Linked DNA regions of Anser cygnoides: region 2 is linked to region 1. Evidence: chromatin contacts called from public Hi-C data. All regions are on one chromosome and are shown on one strand. The core of a region is the stretch at or near the end of the contact, and the rest is flanking DNA. Distances in the headings are between cores, read along the strand shown.

Region 1 (5,494 bases), core at 1,235-3,734:
GAGAGGAGGAAGGGAACTGCCTTTGGAATTTGCATTTCATTCTTTAGCAGTAACTAAAAGGGAAATGTTTTGCTGTGGCAATATACCTTCCTTTCCATGCTGTTAACATAGCCAGAGTGACTCAATTTTCCGGTGATTTCAATGTGCACTTTTTTTTTTTTTTATCATTTGAAAAGGAAAGGGTAGATTGCTGGACATCAGTCATTGTCATTTTGGACTAAATTCCACTTGCACATAAGTGCATCCTGACCAAAACTATGTATTATTTTTTTAGTGGAAGGCATTAACATTTGTCCTTGTTCACAAAGAACAAGGTGGGCAAAAGACAGCCAAAGACAAGTGCAGCTCCCCAGCTTTCTGGGATCTTGTTTCCATGCTCATAACAGTCCCTGTTGTGATGCAATCTGGCAACTCTCATGTCCTTGCAACAAGGATGTACCTCTTTGAACTTTTTGCAAGAAAGGAAGGAAAATCTCAAATAATGAACTCAGACCTTGACTTGCAAAGGAAGAAGGAACATGCCATTTTCAAATGCCTGAATCGTTTCATAAATTGCAAAGACATTTGTACTTTTCAAAAGGAAATTCCTCAAACACAGTAGTGTTCAAACCATGGGGTCCATTTCTGAGATGGTAGAGATCTGCAAAACTCCACAGAAGCTATATGTGTTATGCATAAAGATTTTGACCTTTGAATCCAATTTGAAGCAGCTATTGAGAGAAAAATGAATGAGTCGGTTCCAAAACCATCAAACTAGGAGATGCAGATTAGCTCTGAATTAGCTGTTGAGTATAAGCATCCCACATTCAGAAATCTTATAAGCTTCGTTCATATAGAAGATGTGTTAGAGACAACAAGGCTACTTGTAGGACGATTCACCACAGGAGCAACTGGCAGTGAGTCAGCTCATTTGCAGAGCTTGACAACTCTGGCTCTCAGTCCTGTGTCCATATCACTATCAAACATACTTTGTCTCATTCTGAAGTCTTTGCAGCAACAGTTGAGCTGCTTCAAGCATCGATCTGCAGCCCAAGGGAGTCCTGATGTAATGTAAATAATAGCAATAGTAATAATAATAAAAATCCATACTAATTGCCATTTAACTTCACTCTCGTTATTAGTCACTAATGAAACACTAACATTCTCCCCTAAATCTTGCATAAACAATCCAATGCGGCTTTGAAACATAAACATCCACTGACAAATGAAACAGATTTCATTAGCCATTTCCTATATGATAGATATCCTGGTGTTATTAATGTCCTTCTAAGTAAACATTGACTGTATTAAAATGAATACTGAAAAGAAATCATTAAACAGTAGTATATTAACAGGAATGGCAACTCAGTTCATCTATCATGGGCAAATACTTTCTTGTGGTCAAAATCATCCGGAGATGAAAATAAATGTATAAAATATGCTGTATTTTCTCCTCACTTTTCACATTGTTGTGTCCCCCTTGAGCATTTTTGATAGTCAGAATAGTAAATGAAGAAATTAATTTTCTTTCTTCATTAGTTTTTCTACTCAGTGATGTCCATGCCACAGACTCCAAGCAGTCTCTGCCCTGAGGAGCATGCAGTTTACATAAGACAGAGAAACAGCTTTGGGAAATCCACAAAAAAAAGTATTAATAGTATTTTTTATTAGTGATTTGTACTTTACATATTACTATTTATGAAATTCTATCATGCTAAACTTCTTTAAACCCCTGGAGTGAGACTAACCACACTCCAAGGTGTGTTAATGTCTTCTGGCAGAAAATGTTTTCCTTAGCAATTCCCTTGTTATTTTTTTGCAATATTTTACGTAAAATCACGTACCCCTAAATATTTGAGGGAAGGAGAAACTGCACTGCATTTCTCAGTCTATGAGGGGGGTGAATTACAGCAAGACTGTGAGCCCAGGAGGTGAGGTGGCTGGCACGCCACCAGGACCGCGGAGAGGTGCGAGCAGCAGGTGCTGCTGGGCTGCCTGACCGTAGCTCCCCTGGCCAGGTTGTGCAACCTCCTCCTTTCCCCCAGCCCCCAGGAAGGCTGGCAGCACTTTGCCACATCCTGGGGTGCTGTGAGAGTGAATGCACTGGCAAGCTCTCAAATACTTTTCGTAACAACAAATAATTGCTCATATGGCTAAGGCCACAGAGTACCCCTCAAATCTTCCTTGAGTTCAGCTATCCTGGCAAATCCATGTCATTCAGCACGCTTCGCCCGGTATGCGTGTTGTTTAGCTTTGCTATTTTTAAGTATGTAGTCATACTTGGAGCTTTTGCTTAGGTCAGAGTCCCTCAGCCCTGGATATTGGACCCTACAGATATATCTGCAGTCCTGAGCAGCTCTGGCAGCAGACGTGGTCAGGTGTCCTGGGCAAGACCTTCAGGGTGTATACTGTACAGACTTCCTGGGAAAAAACAGCTGAAAAGACCCAAATTCAAACCCATTAAGCAACAGCAAGGAGTGTTATCTGGAGAAACCTCACGTGGAAATAGCAGTTTGCCAAATAATCTGCCTCAGTTTCTAAGGTGCTTTTACCTGGAGAAGCAGTCACACATCTAGTCCTTATTTCTAGTAAGACCTGAGTTTGACCGGGTAAAAACCACAGATTTTGCCCCTGCCATTGACAATAGCTGGGTTCACAAAGAACTTCATATGTCATTTACAACAGATTAGGTATTATGGCAATAGCCACACTTGTTACCGACTCTGTTGTACTTTTACCCTCCTACTATAAATGGGACCTTTGTTTGATCTATGACTAAAGTGCAATGAAATTGCAGTTCAGTGGATATCACTTTGCCAGGACTGACCGGATGTTTGTGTTCTGTTAAACATGAATAAATATTGATAGTCCTAATCCTAAAAATCACAACTGCAATAAAAATAAACAGTACGACTCTGTTGTTAATGAGCTTTTGAAGATCAGTTTATATTATTCAGGTAAAACCAGCTTCCCTGTATACATTGTCTTTCTGCAATTACTAGTCCTGGCTTTCATTTTACTTTATTTCCTATGAAACACAGTGAGAAACAGTGTAATGTCCTACAAAGAAAATGCATTTAAATTGTAATAATTTGCATTTAAATACAACGACAACTCTGTCTTTCCTTGTCCTAGTCTTGCTGTGCCATTCACACCTGTTAATTTAATAGCTGGGATCCTCCGTCACAGTGAATTACAAAGAAGATATTGCACGCAAGGACCAGCAAGAGGCCTTAAATTGCACCTGTTTCAGCAGAAGGTCCTGTGGGGTGCATTCCTTAGCTTAACTTGGCTTTAATGGTATGGCTGCAGTGGAAGACTAAGAGGATCCAGGAAGATGTGTTGTGATACGAGCTGTACAAACTTTCCCCTTAGGAGTGTGTCAGGGTGACAGTTTCATGACATGTATCCAGCTAATGCAGATTTAGTAGGAATATGCTGCCTTCCTTGGAGAGGCCATAAGTGCTGAGTACTGATTTTCCGAAGCCTGCCTCTGCAGCCCTCTATGCAGCTTCCTGGCCCACCCGAGAGCATGCTCTGGGGCTGCACTTCTCTGGAAAGCTGCAAGCAGAGCCAGATGCCTACAATGGAGGGCATTCAGGAAGCTCTTGCACAACAGGCTAGAAGTCTGCAGCAGGGACATCTCAAAAACAGGCAGCAAATTTCAGCTCCTGACTGTTGTGTAGTTGTGCACCCCTGGTCAGGTTTGGGACCTGCTGCTTCATGTATGGACAACGTGTCATGTTGATGGCACTAGACGGGTAATATCTGATTTGATGGACAATGAGTTGTTACCAACAAACTTTTGTTTGGAGAGGAGAACTACATTTTGTGACAACAACCTTGAAGGATTGCCAAGATCTCACAGAAAGTCAGCTCTTTGGCATCCTGTGAATATTTTGGCGGCGCAGTACAAATGACGTTGTGACATAAGCAAGCAAGGGACTTTTAACAAGGATTGGCCATTACAAGAAATGACACAGATCAGGGCCATCTCTTCCAGTGCATCCTCCTATAGTTCCCATTGGTCTTGTGATACTCAGCACCTTCTTGGACTTTGTTCAGTTACTTTTACAAATTCAAATTCATTATTTCTTCCAGTTGTAGTAAATGTTAACGTTTGCAACCTCAGCTTAGGGTGTATCTGCACTGAAGGTAAGTAATATTTGCATGTACTACATGCAAAAAATAGTGTAAATTTCTTAAATTGAATGTGATTTATGCCTTTTCAGAATCTGACCATAAATAATTCCCTTGTTATTATAATAAATTAGCTTATGATAAGGATTCTTTTTCTCTTCATTTTAAATTTCTGTTTTCTATGAAAATGTACTGAAAATACTTAGTAGTACATGCTGTTTATACAATGCAAATGAGTACATTTTTGAAACTAACAGAGTGTTTCTGTTCTTAAATGGAAAAAAAAAAAAAAGAGTTAATGAGAATATCAAGTTGTTTGAAAAACCACAAAGTTAGACACCTACAAACTTCTGTGGCTGATCTAAAAAAAAAAAAAAAAAAAAGAATAAAAATGTTCATGCTTCACCCTTTCCGCTCCTTTTTTGTGTGCATGGGCCCCAGCTGACTGAGGCTGAGATAAAACATTATCACGTGTGTCACTTCCATTACGTTCTTGGTACATGTATAATATCAGAATGTACAGAAACTAATTGGGCTGAATTCCAGGTAATTACTCTATTTTGCCGTCACCGCATCTGTTTCACAGTAACTACTTTTTACTTGTGGGAGGAGCTTCTCTGAACCCAATCCAAAACCAATCTGCTCTTCCTTCAGCGTGTTACATACATCTTGGTTTTTGCATCATTCACATAACCACCTGCTTGGGAATTCATCCCAATCGCTTTCTTTGTTGTAGATAAGGCATACATCAACTTATCTGTTCTGGTGGCTTTGGATGAGTCATAAATTTTGGCAGCAGAAAACCCATCTTTTTAACTTACATGGTCCAGCAATAATCCATGAACTAAAATTTATTTAAGTCTAGCTTGCACTGATTAAAGATACTATTCAGCTATATATCACACTGAACACCATTTTTAATATTACTGAAGTGTTTTAGTGTTATACACGAAAGTAAGATATTAAACACAGGAGCTGATTCTTTATATTTCAGAGAAATTGTGCCTTGTCCTCCGCTTGTCCTTGGGTTTCTCTGAATTTCTTCTCCAGGTTGCACTATATCCCAGTACTTCTGCGTAACTGTGACTTCATAGTGACACCAAGAGCAACCTTCACAGGTCATAATTACCCGCATAATTGTTGGAAATCCTATCACTTGGCATTTAGACTTGGATTTACCCCACATCTAATAGCCCCTTCTGGATCGCTTCCACTTCAGACAAGGTTAACCTGCTGATTTGGTTGGGATTGATTTAACTCCTTCAGTGGTCAAGAGTATCTTATATCCCACCCTCAATCTGGACTGGTCAGGACTTTCTGAAATCCAAACCTGTCAAAAGCAGGTTCCTGCTCTAAGGAACCTGCTTTGGCAGGG
Region 2 (5,243 bases), core at 181-2,680, 230 kb before region 1:
TCCTACCTCCATAGGAAGAATGGGAGTAGACTGCGGTATGGGTGATGAAAAGCTGGTACTCACATTTTCCTTCCACACTAAGCTAGGAGCTAAGGGAGATTTTATTTCCAGTCCTTCAACACTTGCATGACCTCACAGAGCTAATTGGTGTAAAGTTTTCAAGTTTTTTCCTTCCCAGTAGTGTCGGTTGCAGTCACCAGACCTCCCCCTCAAAGACAGCCTATCAAAGTCACCGCTACCATCTCTAACGATGCCAAGCTTGGTACAGGACAAGCTTGTACAGGACCCCGACTATCTCAGCGAAGCTCTGAGGGTCAAGGTGACATCAGGGCCCTGCAGTCCCCCAATGTGAACAAACGTACAAATGCAGTATCTGCCCTGATGCATTCAACGACGAAGAGCAGAAGAGGAAGGAGAAGAAATGGCTGCTGAGGGCAGAGCCCTCACACCCTGCCCACAGCTGAGCACGGGGAACCCCACCATCTATCCAAGCTGCCTGTGACAACCAGCTCTGGTGGGTCTTAACGCTAACTAATGAAGATATGGAAAACATTTCAAAACTAACTTCTCACTCCTTCAGCTTCCTGGACGGCAAAAAGCATCATCGTCTCCTCCTCTCACCGAGGTGCTGGGGCATTTCCTTCAGTTGCACCCGAGCAGCAGTTCAGAAGACACCACACAAGTGCAAGTATGATCTACTTTAGCACCTTTACATACACATCAAATTCCTGATCTGACTCATGTTGTTGTGCTTGCACTGGTCCAAGGTATCAACCCTACCTTCACCAAAGCAGCAAATTTCAAGTAGCAGCTTAGCCTTCACCCATCCTACCACATCGGGTGTGCTGGGTGCTTGTGGGGGGCTGCAGGTATAGGTATAGGACCTGGTACAGACTCTTCACCCCATCAGGGAGACACAGTTCTCCTTCTAATGTTCTTCCTTCTAATCTTAATTGTATTTATTTACTAATCATGTGCATTCCAGAAAGCTGGGCCTCCTTCCATTTCATTCCACAAACCAAGACCTGAAGTTTGTCTTCTCCATTTTTCCCTCAGTAACCACAGAAGCAGAGAACTGTTGGTAGGAAGAACCCCCCGGGGTCTCCAGTCCAACCTCCTATCTTGTAAATAAGACTGGTTATTTTCCTCTGTAAAATCAAGCACGTACTTTTTTGTTAGTATTATTATATCACCTAATAGCAGCCTTTTTAATGTTTAAGAAAAATTTGAAGCTTTACACACCGCATACCTAAAAGCAAGCTAATATAAGAACCAGAGGCAGTTGTGAGATACCTGTAAATGAAATTATCCAGCAACTCACAAAGCAAACACATCACCATCTGAAAGCCCCAGAGCGGCGTTTCAAGTCATCTGTGGCACAGCCCCAAGCTCTTGGCCTTTGCTCCCCTCATGATCATGTCTGGGAAAGTGTATTTCACACCCTCCTACCCTTATGTAGGAGGAAAAAAAAAATAAACAAGCTGTTATTATTTAAATGAGGCTGGAAATGTTACTAAATATTTCCAAAAGGATGTACAGTAGCTGTTTGCTCTGTGTGATAAATTACGGATCACTTCGTTGATACGTGTGACTACCTGTTTATATAATCGACTGAAACAAGGGGGTTTTAGTCTGTCACATCTAGGGTCTGCTATAGCAGGGCTACATTGATGTATCATAGATGTTAGGGTCTCTATCACGTCTAGGGAATGCAGCAGGGCTACGTCCATAAACATTATGTCTGTAACACAGTTAATATTAAAAATATATTTACTTCTATCATTGCGAAACTTTAACATTAGCAAAGAGGGACCCATGCTAGATATGTTTCCACGTGGAAGAGACAAAATACAAAGGGTTCGAGGGCAGCCTGGGCTTTGGCCGCTGCTCCACGTCCCACATGCTCTGACGCAGGCCAGGCACGAGCCCACGGCTGCTGTTTCCACCACGTTAACCAGCGCACAGCAGCACGTTTCTACATCAGCAGCTCACCGGTTGCCAGAGGACAGCAATATAGGATCGAACACCAAGCTGTGAGGACACAGCACCTGGCAGAAAGCTCTCCAGGAGAAGCTACCTTCCCTAAGCAGCTTTCACAGTCCTGAGATACCCGTGTTTCACCCCTTGCCTTACAGCACTCACTCACATCTTTACTGTATCATATCCAAACACCCCAGTAAATCAGCAGCACACCCCAAGGGGTCTACGTGCTGATGACCTGCAGGCACACACAGGGAGCAGTCCCTACACAGGCGGTAAGGCTCCAAATTCTTGAGCCACGCTCTCCTCGCACAGCTGGCAAGCCCTTTCCAGCTGCTCACCGAGTCCTGCCCCCCAGGGCTCGCCTCTGCCTGGGCAGGGCACTGCACAAGGCAATACAATGCATTTTATTTTGGCACAGATTTTGCTCAGCCACCGTTTTCAAGAGGAGATGCTTACAGTATGATCAAACCTATGGCTCAAAATTCAAAGCTTTGAGTCGATCAGAAGTTGTTGGTTGTTGCATTTTCTTTTACATGCTCTTAAGTTGGATTCTTCTTCTTCTAAGTTACTGACAACCATCCCCCAGCCCCAGCTGAGATTTATACAGGACCGCACAGGGCACTTCCCCTACAGCATCAGTGAAAAGATCAAAACTTTCAGTCCTCCTAACTGTAAGAAAAAAGCAAGGCAAGCAATCTTTAAAGTCCAGCTACTGAGACTTAAGAAAAGACAAAAAATGTTCTGAAAACAAAATCAAGCAGAACACAGGCGGGTATCAATGGGGCTGGTCTGGATACCTGCTTCCAGATGACTTTGAACCTGTAGGGTTTCCAAACCCATGCAGCATATAAGCCTCATCTACCTGACACATCTTTCAAAAATGCTCACCTGAGGAAATCCATCTAACCAAGAAGGACAGTTACTGGGGCAGAGACACTGCCACTAAGCATGAAATGCTAAATGAGTATTTTCCAGTCCAACACCACTTGGATCCCCACGGGATCAAAGGAAACAACCTGGGATGTGGAGACATCTCCATTTCCCTTTCTCAGACCAAGGTTTCATCCATACGAAGAGGCCTGCCAGTCCAAACACGGCGATCCCCCTACCTTGCAAAAATCCGCTTTTAACAGAACTTGTAACAGTACTAATGTGATGGCTTCTATCACCGCAGAGAATTGCGATGCTCTATCCACACTGAAGGTGTTACTGGCATGACATACCCTTAACCAGCTCAACTCCACTGGTAACGCTAAAATGCGTCCCTGGCATGAAACCAGCAGTTATCCAGGGAAGCCAAGCAGCAGGGAAAAGGTTTTCAGAAGAATCCAGGGAGAAGTGGACTGGACAGTGCTGGCTGGATGAAGGGAAGATGATGGTGGCTGGTTAGGTGGGCTGGAAATGGGACTGGATCCCTGCAGTGGCGTGCTTCAGAGCCTGGGGGCTCCCAACACAATCCAGATCATGCCAAGGGTCTCCACAGGCTGCTCCACACAGTGTGTAATGGGATGTCATCTTGCCTCTTCCACCCACCTCTGCTCTCCACCAATCCCTAAGGAAGCAGCCTACAGCTCTGGGCACTGTTCTTGAGGTAGAAACCTCTGCTCCCAAAACAGAGGATAGCTTTGGGGGGCTCCTCTGCACTCCTTCCCAGGAGTGGGGCTGGGACCAGCACCTGGACAAGCCCCCAGCTTGCAGGTAAAGACCCAGGCAATGTCATTTTCTCCCCCAGGGAAGCACTCCATCTCCTGCAGCTCTTGGCCACGTGCAGGATCTGGAGCACAAGCACCAGGCTATGCCTGGCACAGCAAGGGCCCCACCACAGGTCTGACTGGGAATATAATAAAGGGTTTCTAAGCAGAAGGGCAGTTGCACCAGGTTTTCCTGACCAAGGCATTCAAAGAGATGACTCTCAAAGAAAACGCTGTCTTCCAAAACATCTTGTAGCAATGACACTCCCGTGTGCAAATACACAGTCCTTCCAGGGCTTTGGGCTGCTCTTTCTCACCAGGCTGCTCTGCAAGTCCCATCTCAGCTCGGCCCACCCTCTGGCAGCACAGACCAGCTCCCACCACCCACACAACCCTGATGCAGGGGGAGCCGTGGCCAAACCTCCCTTTTCCTGGCAAGGGAGCCAATTTGCAGGAACCCATCCACTAGTCTACATACAAAAAAAAAACTTCTGTTGCTTTTTCCAACCCAGGTTTTAAGGCAGAAATGACCAAGAGAGAGAACCCATCCCTCCTCTTGGTCATTTCTTCTAGTGGCTAACCCCCTTTCAATTAAAGACCTGTGCCATAACTTCAGATCCCAGTTGCCTACTGACTCGTCTGGCTCCCCAGCCACGCCTCCCGCTGCTGCGTTACGCAGCCCTTCGCTGCCTGATGTATTTCCACTGGCAGAAATTCACACACGGATCATTTTTCCTTCAAGATGATGGGAGGTGCAACTGCAGGATCTGCCGACAAATCTGAGACATCAATAGCCCTGGAGATGTGACAGCAGAGGCTTCAGCACGGGCAGGACAAACCTGCTGGGAAACGCTAAGCGATACGCAGCCAGCCCCTGATTTGCAAGACCCAGCTCCACACCAATGCTCACACCTGTATCTAAAGAATACGGCACCCCCTCGGGATGCGTTGAAAGGCATTTCATTCATACAGCTCTGGCTTGCAAACAACTGAGGATGCTCTGCACACCTGGCTGATGCCTTGTGGCTGCTCCCTTCGGCTTGGCGGAGCTGAGGCACCAGGTAACCACCTCGCTGCTTGTCATCCATCTCACGTACAGCGACAGGCAGCCACGATCCTCTCCCAGATGTCCCCCGCCACTTCCCAGAGATAGAATTCAGGAAACACTCGGGAATGCTGCCTTAGCACAACACTGGTAACTCCGAAAAACGCTGTCCTCCACCGAACTGTGGGAGCATGGCAAGCACAGGGCAGGCAGGCACAGCACCTGCATGTATATACGTATCAATAAACCTCGGGGAGCTGCACATGGACTGCTGTATGCCTTGCCAGGACCCCACGCACTACGCTACATAAGGCAGGCTGACTCAGAATAGAGGCAGCTGTGGCAAGGGGAAACGTGACCCATACACCGGGGTGATGGGTCCAAGAGGCAGATTGTTTCTTTATTCTTCCTCTCACATTCTCCATAAATCTAGCCAGGAGCTAAGCAGGTGTTTGGTGTTAAAGCCATCAGCCAGCAAGGAGACAGAAAATAATGCATCCTCCCGTGCTTCAAAGCAAGATCTG

Evidence for each region. A called contact is a pair of places that touch in the nucleus more often than the background predicts.
Region 2: a Hi-C map of liver shows a contact between it and region 1, with 8 times the contacts expected there. The contact joins two enhancer-like sites. A contact is called at or near these places in 2 of 7 Hi-C or Micro-C datasets (both in liver).

Annotation. Positions count from the first base shown.
Region 1 is chr2:152,963,626-152,969,119 of Taihu_goose_T2T_genome, reverse strand. No RefSeq gene overlaps it. Among named protein-coding and RNA genes, the nearest start is that of MYC, 210 kb to the left of the region's middle. Within about 2 kb of position 2,484, at least 1 of the 3 cell types and tissues checked has open chromatin away from gene starts, as enhancers often do. A contact at or near this core is called in liver, where this site is marked.
Region 2 is chr2:153,195,293-153,200,535 of Taihu_goose_T2T_genome, reverse strand. LOC106038466 (a long non-coding RNA gene) reads left to right here. Exons shown (of 5, transcript XR_010828806.1): 3 at 581-688. The region is part of intron 1 of LOC136789798 (a long non-coding RNA gene); the gene reads right to left. Among named protein-coding and RNA genes, the nearest start is that of MYC, 26 kb to the right of the region's middle. Within about 2 kb of position 1,430, at least 1 of the 3 cell types and tissues checked has open chromatin away from gene starts, as enhancers often do. A contact at or near this core is called in liver, where this site is marked.